Linked DNA regions of Danio rerio: region 1 is linked to region 2. A link is a contact called in public Hi-C data. All regions are on one chromosome and are shown on one strand. Each heading gives the region's core, a stretch centred on a gene start, on an enhancer-like site or on the middle of the called end of the contact. The rest is flanking DNA. Distances are from core to core; before and after follow the strand shown.

What was found. Hi-C and Micro-C count contacts between places; a contact is called where the count stands out from the background.
Region 1: a contact with region 2 is called in a Hi-C map of skeletal muscle, with 4 times the contacts expected there. The contact joins two enhancer-like sites. A contact is called at or near these places in 7 of 18 Hi-C or Micro-C datasets (caudal fin, embryo, hematopoietic stem cells and 2 more) and 1 of 4 datasets of contacts at active chromatin or transcription factors (caudal fin).

What each region holds. Positions count from the first base shown.
Region 1 is chr19:34,191,780-34,199,205 of GRCz12tu, forward strand. It overlaps a transcript of ripor2 not described here. Among named protein-coding and RNA genes, the nearest start is that of ripor2, 28 kb to the left of the region's middle. Within about 2 kb of position 5,857, at least 1 of the 62 cell types and tissues checked has an H3K27ac peak or open chromatin away from gene starts, as enhancers often do. A contact at or near this core is called in skeletal muscle, where this site is marked.
Region 2 is chr19:34,053,216-34,060,845 of GRCz12tu, forward strand. It overlaps ripor2 (RHO family interacting cell polarization regulator 2), which reads right to left. Exons shown (of 23, transcript NM_001045026.1): 15 at 5,812-5,984; 16 at 3,345-3,510; 17 at 3,044-3,176; 18 at 634-789. Among named protein-coding and RNA genes, the nearest start is that of gmnn, 21 kb to the left of the region's middle. Within about 2 kb of position 5,911, at least 5 of the 62 cell types and tissues checked have an H3K27ac peak or open chromatin away from gene starts, as enhancers often do. A contact at or near this core is called in skeletal muscle, where this site is marked.

The DNA.
Region 1 (7,426 bases), core at 4,607-7,106, 140 kb after region 2:
AGTGATTTGTCACAGCCTCTCTGATGGCAAAGATTTCACTGCTGAAAGAATCAGCGAGAGCAGAGAGTTTATATGAAAACAGTAATAAAAACAGTTTGTCAATGTGAATTTTGTCAGGGTTAAATACTAGTTACCACAGAAAACGTTGACAGATGAGCTCACACTCATCACGAATCACTGGTGTTCATGACCTTGATCTGGAAATTTTAACTTTGCAGTTTAACCAAGTGATCTTTATTGACATTTTTATTAAACAATATATTCTATACAGTACGTACATATAATTGAGTAAAATAACAAAGCAACTCATAACCCAATCTTGTACTGTAATTTACATGACCAACGCAGAATATCTATTATTTCAAACTACTAAAGATATCAGTTAAAATACATTTTCACCACTAAAAGTTAAAAGCTGGATCTCATACTTCATTTTGAAAGCAGAAACAATATAATCTACTTTTTAATTCTAATACCACTTGTGAAAGATCTAGATCAAAACCCTTTTTCAGATGCCAAAAGTGAAGATCAAATGGTACTGACATATCCTCACGAATATTGATCATCTGTTTAGAAGATGGTCAGACAGTGAATCATCTTCTAAAAATAGAGTCAATAATATATTGTCGTCTGGGACATATTATGCTTAGAGACTGTGATGTACACCACTTCTTCAAAATTAACATGTATCCCAATTTTGGTTTTGAAAAAAGTTGGAACATTAGCGCCATTTCTCTCCACAACACTTAAAAGACATTTAGGCGCTGACGACACTAAGTGATGAAGTGTTTCAGTTGTAATTTTGTCCCATTTTTCCTGCAAACAAGTCTTAAGGTGGGGAACTATACAGGGTCTTTGTTGTCGTAATTTGTACTTCAAAATGTGCCATACATTCTATATTAGGGAAAGATCGGGACTGCGGGGAGGCAAGTTAAGTACCTATATCCTTTTTCTACCCAGTCAGGACTTTGTAATTTGTGCAGAATGAGGTTTTGCATTGTCTTGTTGAAATATATTTTGCAATATGTACATTGTTTTTAAACATTTCAATAATTTTCTCACATATTTGTTGGCAAACTGGAGGTCATCGGCTCATCTTTGCTTCTAAAGGTCTAGACCAGGCGTGCCCAAATTTTTTTATGAGCCAAAAACCAACCTTGATTGCTGTGGGCTGAAAACTGTATATATACACCAAACCGTATTACATTAAATTTACCATGGATAATTTCCTAATTTATTTGCATTTTTTTTTAAATAACTAGAAAATGTAGAAATCTACAAAACACATAAACAATCCCATTTATAACACAATGGAGTTTGATGTTGAAAACACTAGTCGAGCTGCTCCTACCTTTGCCTTGATTTGCTCGCTGATGTCTTGTGCATTGTCTGCTATCTATCAAGTCACAGTCTGATTCATTTACAACATTTAATTGAAACATTTTATTTCAATCTGCTTTTTGTAGCTCAGCAATAAAACAAACAAACAAAAGGTTACATTAAATTCGAAATCACAATCTCTGGCAAAGGTATTTGCCCAAACCACCTTCCCATCCCACTTTCACATCCCTTCTCCCTCTTTTCAGATGGGACAGTGGGCCAAAACAAAAGTTACTTTGACCCGTGGGCCCTACTTTGGGCATCTCTTGACTTGACCTTTCTTGGATGCTGCTTTTGTACCAAATGAAAATTACAATCACCTGTTGACATCACCTGTTTCAAATCACTCATCATTATTTAACCTAATTACCTGATTACTAGCCCGAAATTGCTCCTGTCCTAACTCTTTTTAGGAATTGGTTGCAAAATTAGACTACATGTTTATTCTAAAACTAAAAATGCAAACTATAACAATCACGAAGGACACATCAAGTAAAGTTTATTTATAAACTAAATTCAAGAGGATCACATGCTTATGATTGCTTACGGCTAGTTCCACATTATCCAATTTATGATTCACAAATCAAACTATTTCTAAGCCACTTTAAATACCCTAAGATCAATATAACAGCCATCTTTTTTTGAGGAATCCCCCCTTCCACCCCTGCTCCTTTCCTAGATGGGTGGCATGGTGGCCCAGTGGTTAGCACTGTTGCCTCACAGCAACATCGTAACTGGTACTAGTCCTTACCAAGCCAGCCGACGTTTCTGAGTGGAGTTTACATGTTCTTACCGTGCTCACGTGGGTTTCCCCCGGGTTCCCCCCACCATACAAAAACATGCAACTTAAGCTAATTGACTAATCCAAATCGACACCATAGACGGGCTCCCAGTAAATAGATATCTCTTAAGAGCAATCACTATCTGTTCATTAGCCTCTAAAGCAGGGGAGTTCTCGAGATCTACCTGAGCTCAAACTCCCCTCTTGCCTTGCAAATGGGAGGGGGCCCCGGGCTTGAGGATCTTATGAGCACATGGGCTCTGCCGGGACAGCATGCCAAACAAGCTTTATAATCAATCATCAGCTAAGTGTGAACTCTTGAAATAATGTTTGTTGTATTGTCTACAATAAAAAACAAGTAAATGTAGAAATCACCTCTTTCTTTTTGTATTCGCGTTTTCCAAACTGTCCCAACTTTTTCTGGTTTTGGGATGTACATCTATTTTTAATTTTTATCTTTTGATAGCTTTCCAAGACTGACCAAGTGTTTCCAAGAATCCCTCAATGTTGTTTATAATGAACAACGTTAGACATTTAATGTTATTTATTTAAAAAAAAAAAAAAATTTCTGTCATTGGTATGTAACACAAACATCTACAGTCTATATAGTTTTTTGAATAACCACCACTTTAAGACTAACATATACACTAAAGGAGGTATTTACGAATTCTGTCAATCTTACTTATCTTAAAGACTGATCAAGACCTTGAAAAAGTCTCTGGGGTCAATCGGGGTGAAAATCAATGTTGAGCAGATCCGATAAATCACCCCAATCAGGCATCTCTTTGAGGATGTACGCAGTCTGTCTTGTCGGAAGGCTTTACTCTTTACAAAGGCCTGTCTTTTCCTCAAGTGTGAATCAATATCGCACCTTTATCCAAATCTTCAACAAGAGCCTTGGAGGAAATTGAAGCGAGCCAGCCTGCATTTTAACTCCGGCAACAATGGATTCTATATAGCCAGACGCTCTGCTGGTGTTTCACCCATTATGCTTTTCCAGTTTCTGGTGCGCTGTATTTTTTGTTCTCTTCAAAGGCCGTCTCTGCAGGTGAAGTCAGACAGCAGACAGCTCTTGTCCCCAAAGACACCACAGGCTGTGATACAGTGGGGTCTTTCGCCACCCCTCAGACACCTTCAAGCCCCTCATGTGGAGAGGATCCAGTCCTGCCGCCTTTTGTCTTGCTGGTACAAACACCTCTTCAACATGTCTACATGTGAGGCTAGAAATAATAGCCCAGACTACCCAGATCCACTCTTCACAAAGATGAAAGGAGTCTTTGAAATGAAATAAGGCCCCCCAAAGCTATGTGTGTGTGTTTCATCTGTAAGAAATGGTGAGGCGTTCCTAACAATTAGTTTAAATACGGGTGGAGCGGAGTTTAATTCACGCAGATTATCTTTTTATCTACAGTGCACGGCGAGCTGTCAGTCTCTTTATATACACAAAAGAGATGCAGAAACACCACAGTGAAGGACAGTGGCATTATTTTATGACACAACCGAAACACAACACAAATATGGAGACAATCCTTTGTATCGGTTTGAGACATGTATTTAAATGTCACCAAACACTTCAGGCTGATGAAATACTTTACTGAAGTGTTTAAAAGCAATCGCTAGACAAACCAATTTTGTTAAATGTGTTACTGTTTTCACTAAATAAATAAATAAATAAAACTAGCCAAAAAGAAATGATTTCTCACACTTTTTTTTGCAAATGTAGGATTGCCAACATTAAGTTGACTGACATGTCTTTGGGATATGGTATTTGGAGGCATTATACATCACAATGTGAATTTATAGATATTCAGGCCCGTAGCCAGCCTGGTGAAAGGCTTAGTTCTTTTCTTTCAAAAAGTTTCTTTGCAGTTATTCGCCTCATTTTCTGTTTAATTTTGAGCTTTAAATTCTGCATTTTAAGCACTTTTTGTTGGATTAGCTTGTCACATGATCACACTTTTTTATGTATCAAAAACATTTCCTAAAAAATAAAGAAATAATAGAATAATATATACACAAAAATACAATACTTAATTTAAAAAACCTTATTTATCACTTCATATATCATTAGAAAAAATAGGAATCTGTTATTAAATTTAAAAAAGATTGTTTTATGAGGCAAATAACAAACTGGACAGCACATTCAACTTTCCTCAGTCCAAATTTGGGACATTGAATTTGGCACAAAAATTGCCAAATTCAGTGTACCTTATTCTGTACTGATAGCCAACACAGGATTCTGCTTGGTCTTAAAGCCTTTTTCGATGTGTTATTTTCACAATTTATTAAGGCACAGCAGTAAAAAATAGGACAAATGAGCACATGTATGGGACAAATTTTGGACCTTTGTTTTCCTAACCACCCGAACCCCCCCTGACTACAGGCCTGATATTGTGGCATCTGCATACATGCTTAGACATATTGGAATGTAATTTATTTATTAATTTTTCTTCAGCTTAGTCCATGATTTATCCACAGCGGAATGAACCACAAACTATTCCGGCATATTTTATATGCCCTTCCAGCCACAACCCATTACTGGGAATCACCCATACGCCCTTGCATTTACACATGCACTTATACACTACAGCCATTTTACTTCATTCAGTTCACTTATACTGCATGTATTTGGGCTGTGGGGGAAAACCGGAGCGCATTGACTGTAGTGTATGAGTGTGTATGGATGTTTCCCAGTGATGGGTTGCGGCTGGAAAGGCATCCGCTTATTGAAAAATATATTGTCACCTTAAAATAATAAGGTTCTATCTGACATTTTTGTCCAAATTGAGTTATTAAAATATTTTTGTTGAAAAAAAACAAATGTTACACACATACTGTTCGCTATGAAATGCAAAAACTTTGAAGCTCAATATCTCAAAATCATTCAGAATGCAGATACAACCTTATAATTCCAAGGTGACGATATGCTGGATGAGTTGGTGGTTCATTCCGCTGTGGTGACTCCAGATTTTTAAAGGGACTAAACCGAAAAGAAAATGAACCAATGATATTGCCACAGCCATATCACTCTGCAGCCCAAGACCGGTTACTCACTGAAGTTAAGCAGGGCTGAGCCTGGTTGGTACCTGGATGGGAGACCACTAGGGAACACTAGGTTGCTGTTGGAAGTATGGTTAGTGAGGTCAGCAGGGGTTGTGGTCTGTGTGAGTCCTAATGCCCCAGTAAAAGTGAAGGGGACACTATACTGTCAGTGGGCGCCGTCTTTCAGATAAGACGTTAAACCAAGGTCCTGACTCTCTGTGGTCATTAAAAATCCCATGGCACTTCTCATTAAAGAGCAGGGGGGTAACCCTGGTGTCCCAGCCAAAGTCCCTCTATCGGCCCTTACGTTCATGGTTTCCCAATCCTCCCCTTCCACCAAAATAACTCCATCACTGTCTCTCCACTCCACCAATAGCTGGTGTGTGGTAAGCGCACTGGCGCCGTTGTCCTGAGCTTTGGGTGTATGGCCATACACAATAAATGCGCTATATAAATACACATTACATTACATTACAATGAATGAATCTGATTGGTCATTCCATATGTTAGCTAAAGAGGGATCAGCCGTGATCAATCACAAGCACAAGATCCTCTCTAAATTAGTTTAGAAATTAACTTCACTTATGCCTGATGTAAAACTCAAAGTAGGCAATACTTAACAGTATTTAAGTCTACTGTACACCTGGTGAATACAAATTGTAAATTCTCTGAGAAATATAAAATATTTACAGCTTTTCAAACATTAAAAAATCCTAAATCCAACAACATGAGCAGCTCCGGATAAAACATGTGCTTTTAATCTTGAAATTACGGTAATTACAATACTGAATTTACAGTACCGTGGATTAAATGCAGAATTGAAACTACATTCACTTCAGTTTCCCCTCATCTAATTGACATAGGAGACTGCTTAATACTCATTGTTGATCATTTTTATCTCATATGGTGTGTTCACTGTACTACACCCTGCATTTGTTACGCTTCTTGATGTCCCAACAGTTAGACTAGCAGCCTTTTTTTCTAACTGCATCTGTTTAGAAGATGCCTAAAATAACACTTCAGAACATGTCAAATCAGCGAATGTACAACATCTGTGAAAAAGGCAGACAAATGCTATGTCTGAGATAGCATAGCAGAGATCAGACTCTCCCCAAATGAGAAGCAGATGGAAATTAATAATCTAGGAGTGACAGAGGCAGAATTCATGGCACATGGTCAACATTCCCAGAGAAGCAGTTATGTTTCGGTGTGTAGGCAAATGATTTGCACCTCTGCTGCTAAGCTAAAACATATCTGCCCTTAATTAGCCATGAGGCATTCTGAGGTCATGGGCTCTTGCTGTTGTCACGGGACACTCGGCTGATGAGCCTGAACTAAATCTATTCTGTCACACTTAAAACAGGATTTCATCTCTCTGTTTCTATCTCTCTCTCTCTCTCTCTCTCTCTCTCTCTGCTTTCCTTGGCGGTATTAAAAACAGGGTTAGTGCTGTACTAATTCTGACATGGGGGAGGCGAGATTCAGACAAAAGTACCAGCGAATCAGCATCATGTCCTATTTAATAAACATCTGATTAATTTCACAGGATTATGCTCATCTGAGCCAAACCATCATCGCTTGAGTACAAGCAGACTAAGCTGTGGCTAACCAAATAGCGTCCCCTGCAGTTAAATCACAGTGAAACATACAGTAATTATGTCGTAATTACCATCCTTCAGCTTAAATGTCACAATAAAATGCATTAAGACGTTTCTAAGTTGGCCATATTTGCATATTTTGTACTTGGTTGTGTAGACAAACGCTTACAGTAACTTATGGTGATTATGGGCAAAGTAAACCTCGTCATTTACTGCTCCTTTCAAACTCTCTGTCAGTCTACTCAGGCTAATGCACACATGTGCTGCAGTGCCTGCCTATCTCTAGCTATCACATGTCTTCTGCCCTCTCTCTCTCTCTCTTTCTCTCTCTCTCTCTCTCTCAGCCACAAGACTGCAGAAAAAGACAACTCTGACACAAAGTTAGAAATGTCATATATTATCCTCTCTCAAGGAACTAACATATTTGCAACCAAACATTAGCCATCAAATGACAATACAAAATGTGGTTTTGAAATCTTCTAAACTTATGTTTGACACATTTTTAAATGTTTATGTTTAAAAGATAAAATTAGAGCAGTAAAGTAATTAGGTAAGACTGATTGGGCATTATGGATTTGGCACAGCCTCTCATATCCTATTGTTTGAATATTGCTAAATATTAACA
Region 2 (7,630 bases), core at 4,661-7,160:
GAAAAAATGCTGCCTCGGAAAAAAAAATGCTTCAATGGACACGTGCCCTAACAGTTTCCTAGTGTTATATGTTTGTAGTTTTTTAGGTCGTTGTAGATTTAGGGTGAATTTGTTAATTCGTTTTATTTACTAATATTGTAATATTTCTGTATACTTAAAAAAGTTACATATTGTCTCATTTTAACAGATTGTCATTTGGTTTTGCCAAAGTGGAGTCATTACCATATTTATTAGGGGGAGGAGGCAGGGAGGGGTTTTGCGCTCGTCCATGTGCGCTCAGTTTCACGTTATATTTTATTGTTCAAAGAGAACATGGGTGGGATTCCGCAAACGCAGTGTTTCATACATCGAAATTTTTTACTGAGTATGCATGTTTACAGCTTGGTCCGTACACAATGTTTTAGTATAAATTCAACGCAAGTCTTCATACATGAAGCCCCTGGTCCGTATTTTCTTTCTAATGTTACAATTTTGAGCCGGTGGTAACAATTGCAGATTTTTTAAAGTGCTCTTCAATATTGTCCATCCGTCTGGAAGTCTTTTGTTTAAATGTTGATTCAGCCACTGTTTAAACCCAAGTGATAAGCAGCCCTACAGCAGACTGCAGATGTAGATGAGTTATACTGCCAGTACCTGAGTCAGGAGAGTGAGGCAGAACCTGTTGCAGTCCTAAGGCAAAGCTGAGATGCATGTGCTTTAACACTCGGTCTAGTGTGCTGTGGAAAAGCCCACCGCTGCAGTCGGACCATAGAGACATCAGCGCTGGCCGCTCCACCAGCCCCGGCAGCACTGTTTAACAAACCAAGAGATTTACCATTAGTTCAAAATGTTAATATCCTACCAGCCATTATCCAGTCAACATGGCAAAAATCTTTAAAAAACAAGCTGTAATGTAGAAATGCGGCAATTCTGTCTAGGCCTGTCAAAATAATCAATATATCGACTTATCGTGCAATACTTGGAGATGACCTCAATCATTTTTCCCAAAGCAAAATATATTTACAAATTCACAAATAAGCCATTTTACATTGACATTTACAGTCTTCCTCACTGGTGTTACAGTTTATCATTGAGCATTTACCTAATAGGACATTTAATAGTATACAGTATAGGATATTTACCGTTTTAGCATGACCGTATAGAATCTGATTAACCTAAAGAAGTATTTTAAAGTGTTTATGGCTAGTTGCATAATTATGCTGTTATACAATCATTATATAATCGGTGGCATAAAATGATCTCAAAATGACAACTAGAAAAGAAAAGATTGTAGACAAACTTTATGGTGGCTTGAGAAATCCGAGTCTGAAAGTTTGAGGTAGCTTTAAAAAATGTAATCATTGAAGTAGTTTTAACAAGTTTGAAACAGTTGGCATAGATAGAGAACTATATGCTAGCAGGTTTCTAGTATGGATTGGCATGTTTCTTGGTAGGTGGCTGCTAGGGTGTTCTGAGTGGTTGCTAGGACATTGCTAGGGTGTTTTGACTGTTTGTTAAGGCGTTGCTAGGCAGTTTTTAAGGTGTTCTGAGTGGTTGCTTGGTGCCTGCTAGGCCATTGGTAGGCCCACACGGAATCTGTGCGCGCAAAATTCCGCAGATTTTCCGCAGAATTCCGCAGATTTCTGTAGATTTTTACCCCATCATTAATTCTGTTTATTTACCTGAGTAAATGTGTAAATCAGAATTTATTCAGTTTTTATTCAGTAATTTATTACTTTTTATTTCAAATATTAAGGTTTTAGTTATGATACTCCGCTGGATACTCCCAAAATAATTCCGCAGAAATCCGCAGATTTTTACCAAAATTCTCCGCAGAAATAGCTAAAAATGTTCGCAGATTCCGTCTTGCCCTGGCAGTTGTTAAGGTGTTGCTAGGCCATTTCTAAGGTTTTCTGAGTGGTTGCTAGGCAGTTGCTAAGGTGTTCTGAGTGGTTGCCAAGGTGTTGCTAAGCAGTCGCTTAGGTGTTTTGAGTGGTTATTAGGCAGTTGCTAAGATAAAATGCCTAGTATGAATTAGAATGTCGCTAACATTTTTTTGTATAAACTAGCATGCTGTTACCATGAATTTAGTATGAATTAGCATGTTGCTAGTATGTTTATAGTATGAAGTAGCATGTTGCTAGTATGTTTATAGTATGAATTAGCATGTTGCTAGTATGTTTATAGAACGACTAAGCATGTTGCTAATATGTTTATAGTATGACTTAGCATGTTGCTAATATCTTCATAGTAAAAAGTAAAGTAAAAAAAGCATGTTTATAGTATGAATTATGTTGCTAATATGTATGAATTAACATGTTGCTAGTATGTTTATAGAACGACTAAGCATGTTGCTAATATGTTTATAGTATGACTTAGCATGTTGCTAATATCCTCATAGTAAAAAGTAAAGTAAAAAAAGCATGTTTATAGTATGAATTATGTTGCTAATATGTATGAATTAACATGTTGCTAGTATGTTTATAGTATGAATTAGCATGTTGCTAGTATGAATTGGCATGTTGTTAGTATGTCTAAAGTAAAGTCAATGACAGTTTTTTTTTATAATGGAAGTTTATGAGACAGTTGCTAAGGTGCCGTAAGTGGTTGCTAGGGTGTGGCTAGTAGGTTGAAAGGTCATCAGTGATTGGCAGATTGGTATTCTGAGTTAAATGAGCCCAACCTTAAGTCTGTATGACAGTCTGGTGGAAAGTTATGAGGTCACAAAGTTTGGTCCAATGTTAAGTCAATTGGACTTTTCCAAATTCTCTCAGTTTTTAGAAAACCAAAAGTCAGATCAGTTGGGAGGTTTGGAGTAAGTTTGGTGGTTGTAATATGAATGGTCTAGGAGGAGATGCATATAGAAATTAGTCCCAGAAAAAGAAGATGGGAGAATAATAATTTTATGTAGCATAACAGTTTGTTTGGCTTTCTTATGCCATGATAAAAATTTCACTTATCGCAAGAATTTCTGTGACAATATATCGCACAACAAAAATTCATTATCGTGACAGGCCTTATCCTGTCAAACCATAACATTAAAATGTTTGTAAATTACGCTCACCATCAGGCACTGAAGTGCAGCTGCTCGGTCTGTCAAAGTTCCTCTCACTGAGCTCCTCCAACAGCAGAGTTTGAGTTGCTAGTTTGTGCAGGTATGTCTTATGCTGTGACTGGCTTCCTCCTGAAGTCAACAACTGCATCCCATACATAGAGAAACATCAGCATTTTAAAACAACAAAACTAAATTATACACTGTCTATGCCATACATCCGCTGTTGAGGGACCATGTTCAATGTTACAGTCAAAGAAAATCACCAGAGAATAAAGAAATTAAGCTGTGAATTGCGGACACCCTGACTCACCTGAATGAGATGATTGCAGTATTGCAGATGAATGACGACGGCTACGTCTAGGTTCTCGTTTCCTGTCGTGAGGGGCAAAGGGCTGCCGGCCACACTGTTCCCCACGCCTGTGTCCTCTGTGAGGGCTTCACTCAGATGGCCTCGCGCTTCTGGATGTTGACCTGACCTGTTGGACATGTAAAGACATCCTGTCACCGATAGAGGGCACTGCATAATGCAAAATCACAAGTATGAGTCACTGGGAGAAACTATAGCTACGTCTTTAAACGGATAAATAATCCTCTCCTTTGACTCTCTATTGCTGCAAGCTGCTTTCGTCATTCCTAACATATTACAAAAAATGCCCAAAACTGCCATGTGACATGGTGTACTACTCCAAACAAGCTAAAAAAAAACAGAGCTAAGTTTTATAAGCTACCAAACCATAAAAGCTAGCGGTTTAAGGGTGACAAATGTGGATCCAGCCCTACTGAAAAATCCAGCTTAAACCAGGTTTTAGAGGGGTTTTGACCATTTCCAGGCCGGTTTCCAGCCATTTCAAGCCTGGTCTTAGCTGGTCAGGCTGGAAGATGACCAGCTTAAACCAGCTTGACCAGCCTAGCCAGGCTGGGAGCCCAGTCAAAACCAGCTATGTCCAGCTTAAACCAGGCTGGTCAAGCTGGTTTTAGCTGGTCAGTTTCCAGCCTGACCAGCTAAGACCAGGCTGGAAATGGCTGAAAACCAGCCTGGAAATGGCCAAAACCCCTCTAAAACCAGCCTGGACGACCAGCTAAAGCCAGCCAACCAGCCTAGGCTGGTTTAAGCTGGATTTTTCTGCAGGGAGGCAATGGACGTGAAGCATCAGCTGGAAGAATGGGTAAATTGTGGGGTCCTGACACTCAGTAGGCCTGTGTGTAAGGTGGACATTTTACTACTGGAAAGTCAGATATCATATATAACATTTTCAAAGCAGATTATCTGACTTTAGCCTTGTTTTTCAGATAATTGCTAGCTCACTTAGCATGTTTCTTAGATTTCTGCAAACATTATAGTATTTTTATGCTTTAGAAGAGTGAAAAACTTAGACACAGCACCTTTAAATGCTTGTTTTAGGGGTTGACAGCCTAAAAAATGTAGGGTTTTTTTTTTTAGCTATTTTACTGTTCAACTTAGCATAGCAGTTTTTAGATATTGTTTTGTTTTTGCTATTGATCAAAAATGACGGAGGCAGCTTCCTGCAATACAATTTAATGTCAATCCATCTTGGATTGTTCTGCCCCCGGTTGCCGATTATGACATGTTATGCACTGTCTCTATAAATCATCATCACGACTATTAGTTAGTATCCCTTTAATGTAGGGGTTTTAAACTCAAATTGGCAGAGGGCCATTTCAGTGACCGACAATTCATAAGAGGGCCGTTTTGTGGAAACCTGATGTAATTGAAGCATCTTAGGACAACAGATGACGTTTATATTTTAAGCATTACCTGTTAGTGATAACACATATCAGCATGTTTATCATGTCACACATCAGCTGCTGAAATATCTGTGGCTGTTATGTGTATGGCCGAGCATCATTCTTCCACAGAGTATATGTAGTCAAAACTCTAGCTTTTTGTTTCTTGTTGTACATATTGAAGGGGTTGTTTAAATTGCTACAAATAATAGGCATAATTATTATTATTCTGCCCCAACCAATTGTATTGTCCCAGTAGCATAAGAACAACAGAAAGCAGTCTGGGTTACTTAAGTTACTTTAACAGCAATTGTTCTTCTCAATCTTTGTTTTTTTATTTTTTTTGGAAAAGCAAAGAGGGGAAAAGTAAGTATATATTCACCTTTCCTTTAACAAGTTCAACTCAACCAGCTGTATAATTTTACTAATGTACATAGTTTTTATTTTTATGCAAATCCTAATAAGCATAATCTATATTTAATGGGGAAAATCTATTAAAAGAGACCATTTGAATCGAATATTAGCAAAATTATCATCTTTGTTACACCACCAGCATAACATGTAAGCCATGAAGAAGTGTTTGCACAACAAATTACAGGTGGTATAAAACTGATAATAATCAAAAGACCCTTGAATATTCATAAAGATAGAGCTTTAGTAAAAATAGAGCACATACGTGGTTCAAAAAATGTTTTGGTGGGCCAAATCTCGTTATATTTTTAACGTCAGTTGCAGGCCGGTGGGAGGAGGAAGGCAGGCTGTAAAAGGCCCGCGGGCTGGCAGTTTGAGACCCCAGCTTTAATGCCATTTACAAATCTTCTGCCTTGGTCTACTAGCGGGATAATAAATTATATATTACAGACACACCTTAGAATCTCACAAGAGAAAATAGTAGGTATTTGAAATTTACTCAAGCGTTAACTCATATAAACCTCTTATGTCACATAGTTGTCTTTGGCTTACTATATAGCAGGAAAGTGTGTGGTTTCAGATGCATCCCAGATCAGCAAAGGGTGTAATGTTGAACTCACCCCATTCTCTCTGACTCCATGTCAAAGAAGACAGCACGTGAGAGAGTGCCAGCGTCATCTCCTGTGTCATCGTCATCGAAGTCAGAGGTGTTGAGGAAGTCAAAACTTTCCAGAGCGCTTTCTACCGTCAAACTGAGGCTTGATGAGCGGCTCCTATGGGCATGCACTCGACACTGAGGAGAAACAATAAGCCTTATTCAAAACAATGAGGTCACAAAAATGTCTGCATGGTTCACAGAGGGTAAGAATTTTGTATACTCAGAGGGTTTGACTCATTTCAAATATAAATATCTGAAAATCCTTAAATCAAATAAGCATTTTCAGAAAAAAAAAAGCTAAATAATCTGTCAGGTGGGTAAAAAAATAATGTGAACAAGTTTATTTCTGCTTACCACTCGGCAGATTACTTCGCTTGTTTTAAGGAAAAACTTTTGACTTTCTGAAAACGACATTATTTTGTCTAGAAAATGCTACTTGATTCAAATATTTTTAGACTAGAAATCAGACTAAATCTGTAAGAACTCTATGTATTTATTTGTTTATTTGTTTTTTAGTGTATAAATTGCACTTTTGCTAAATTAAATGTGGTAGAACTGGTATGTCAAACCTGCCCCTGGAGAACCACTGTCATGTAGAGTTTGGATCCAACCCTAATTAAACATTCCAGCTAATCAAGTTCTTCAGGATTACATGACACAGAGATTCTCTTACTAGCTGCGAGGGTCTGTATTACCATTGGAAAAAGCGTATCAGCATGGTCATGTCAGGCACCTTGCAGAAAATCACAAAATAGCCTCTGGCAGTGGATGTTTTGGCTAAAGATTGCATGTTCACCTTCCAAATGCTTAGGAAACTAACAGTAAAGTGTATTGGAGCTGGTTGGAGCCAGAATACACAGGATACTGGTACTCCAGGAGCAGGATTAGACACCCTTGTGCTAGACAGATGTAACAGTATCCAAGCTGTCCTGAGTACAAGAGTCAAGTGTCCTAAATCAAGACTAACGGCATCAAAATCCAGACTCAAGAACCACAAGATCAGTGTGGACAATAAATTATTATTTTAAGTTCACGTTGGTTATTAAACAGATTAAGCTTCATACTTAATCAATAGTAAAGGTGGGGTAGCATTATCAATTTCGCAGGTACAAAAAGTATGAAATATCTATTGTCAATAATGCAGTCATGTTTAAAGCATAGGCCAAACAGAAGTCACTAGTCTCTGTTTCCATATCATATCAAGTGTTTTCAGTGATCTGATCATGTCTCGGCTGATTTGGTCAGACGATACACATAACCATTCAGATGTGTCTCTTGTGAACACTTGTGGATTTCACTCGAGGATGGGTTTTTAAATGTACTTAACCACATAGGCATTTATATTCTGAAACTAATTTAGTCGAATGTGTTCGTCAACAACAACAACAAAAAAAATGTCATCATTTACTCATTGTCCACTTGTTTCAAACATGTTCAAATTTCTTTCTTCAGTTGGACACAAAAGAAGACATAAACAGCGATTAACTTCCTTTCTATTTTTTTTCTTCCTACTATAGATGTCAATGTTTTTTCCAACATTTGTCAGAATATCTTGCTTTGCTTTGTTAACCACTTAAGTGCAAGCAAATGAGAAAATTAGCATTTTTTGGGTGAACTACCCCTTTAATACAAAAATCCCTTTCAAACCAAGTAGTGTCTGAAGGTCAACTCAAAGAATATGACTAAATTGAACATGGGTGAAATTTGCATGCATAACTTATTAACCCTTGTGCAAAACTACAGATGGATACCTATTGAATGAAACAAGCAAAGTTTGCTTC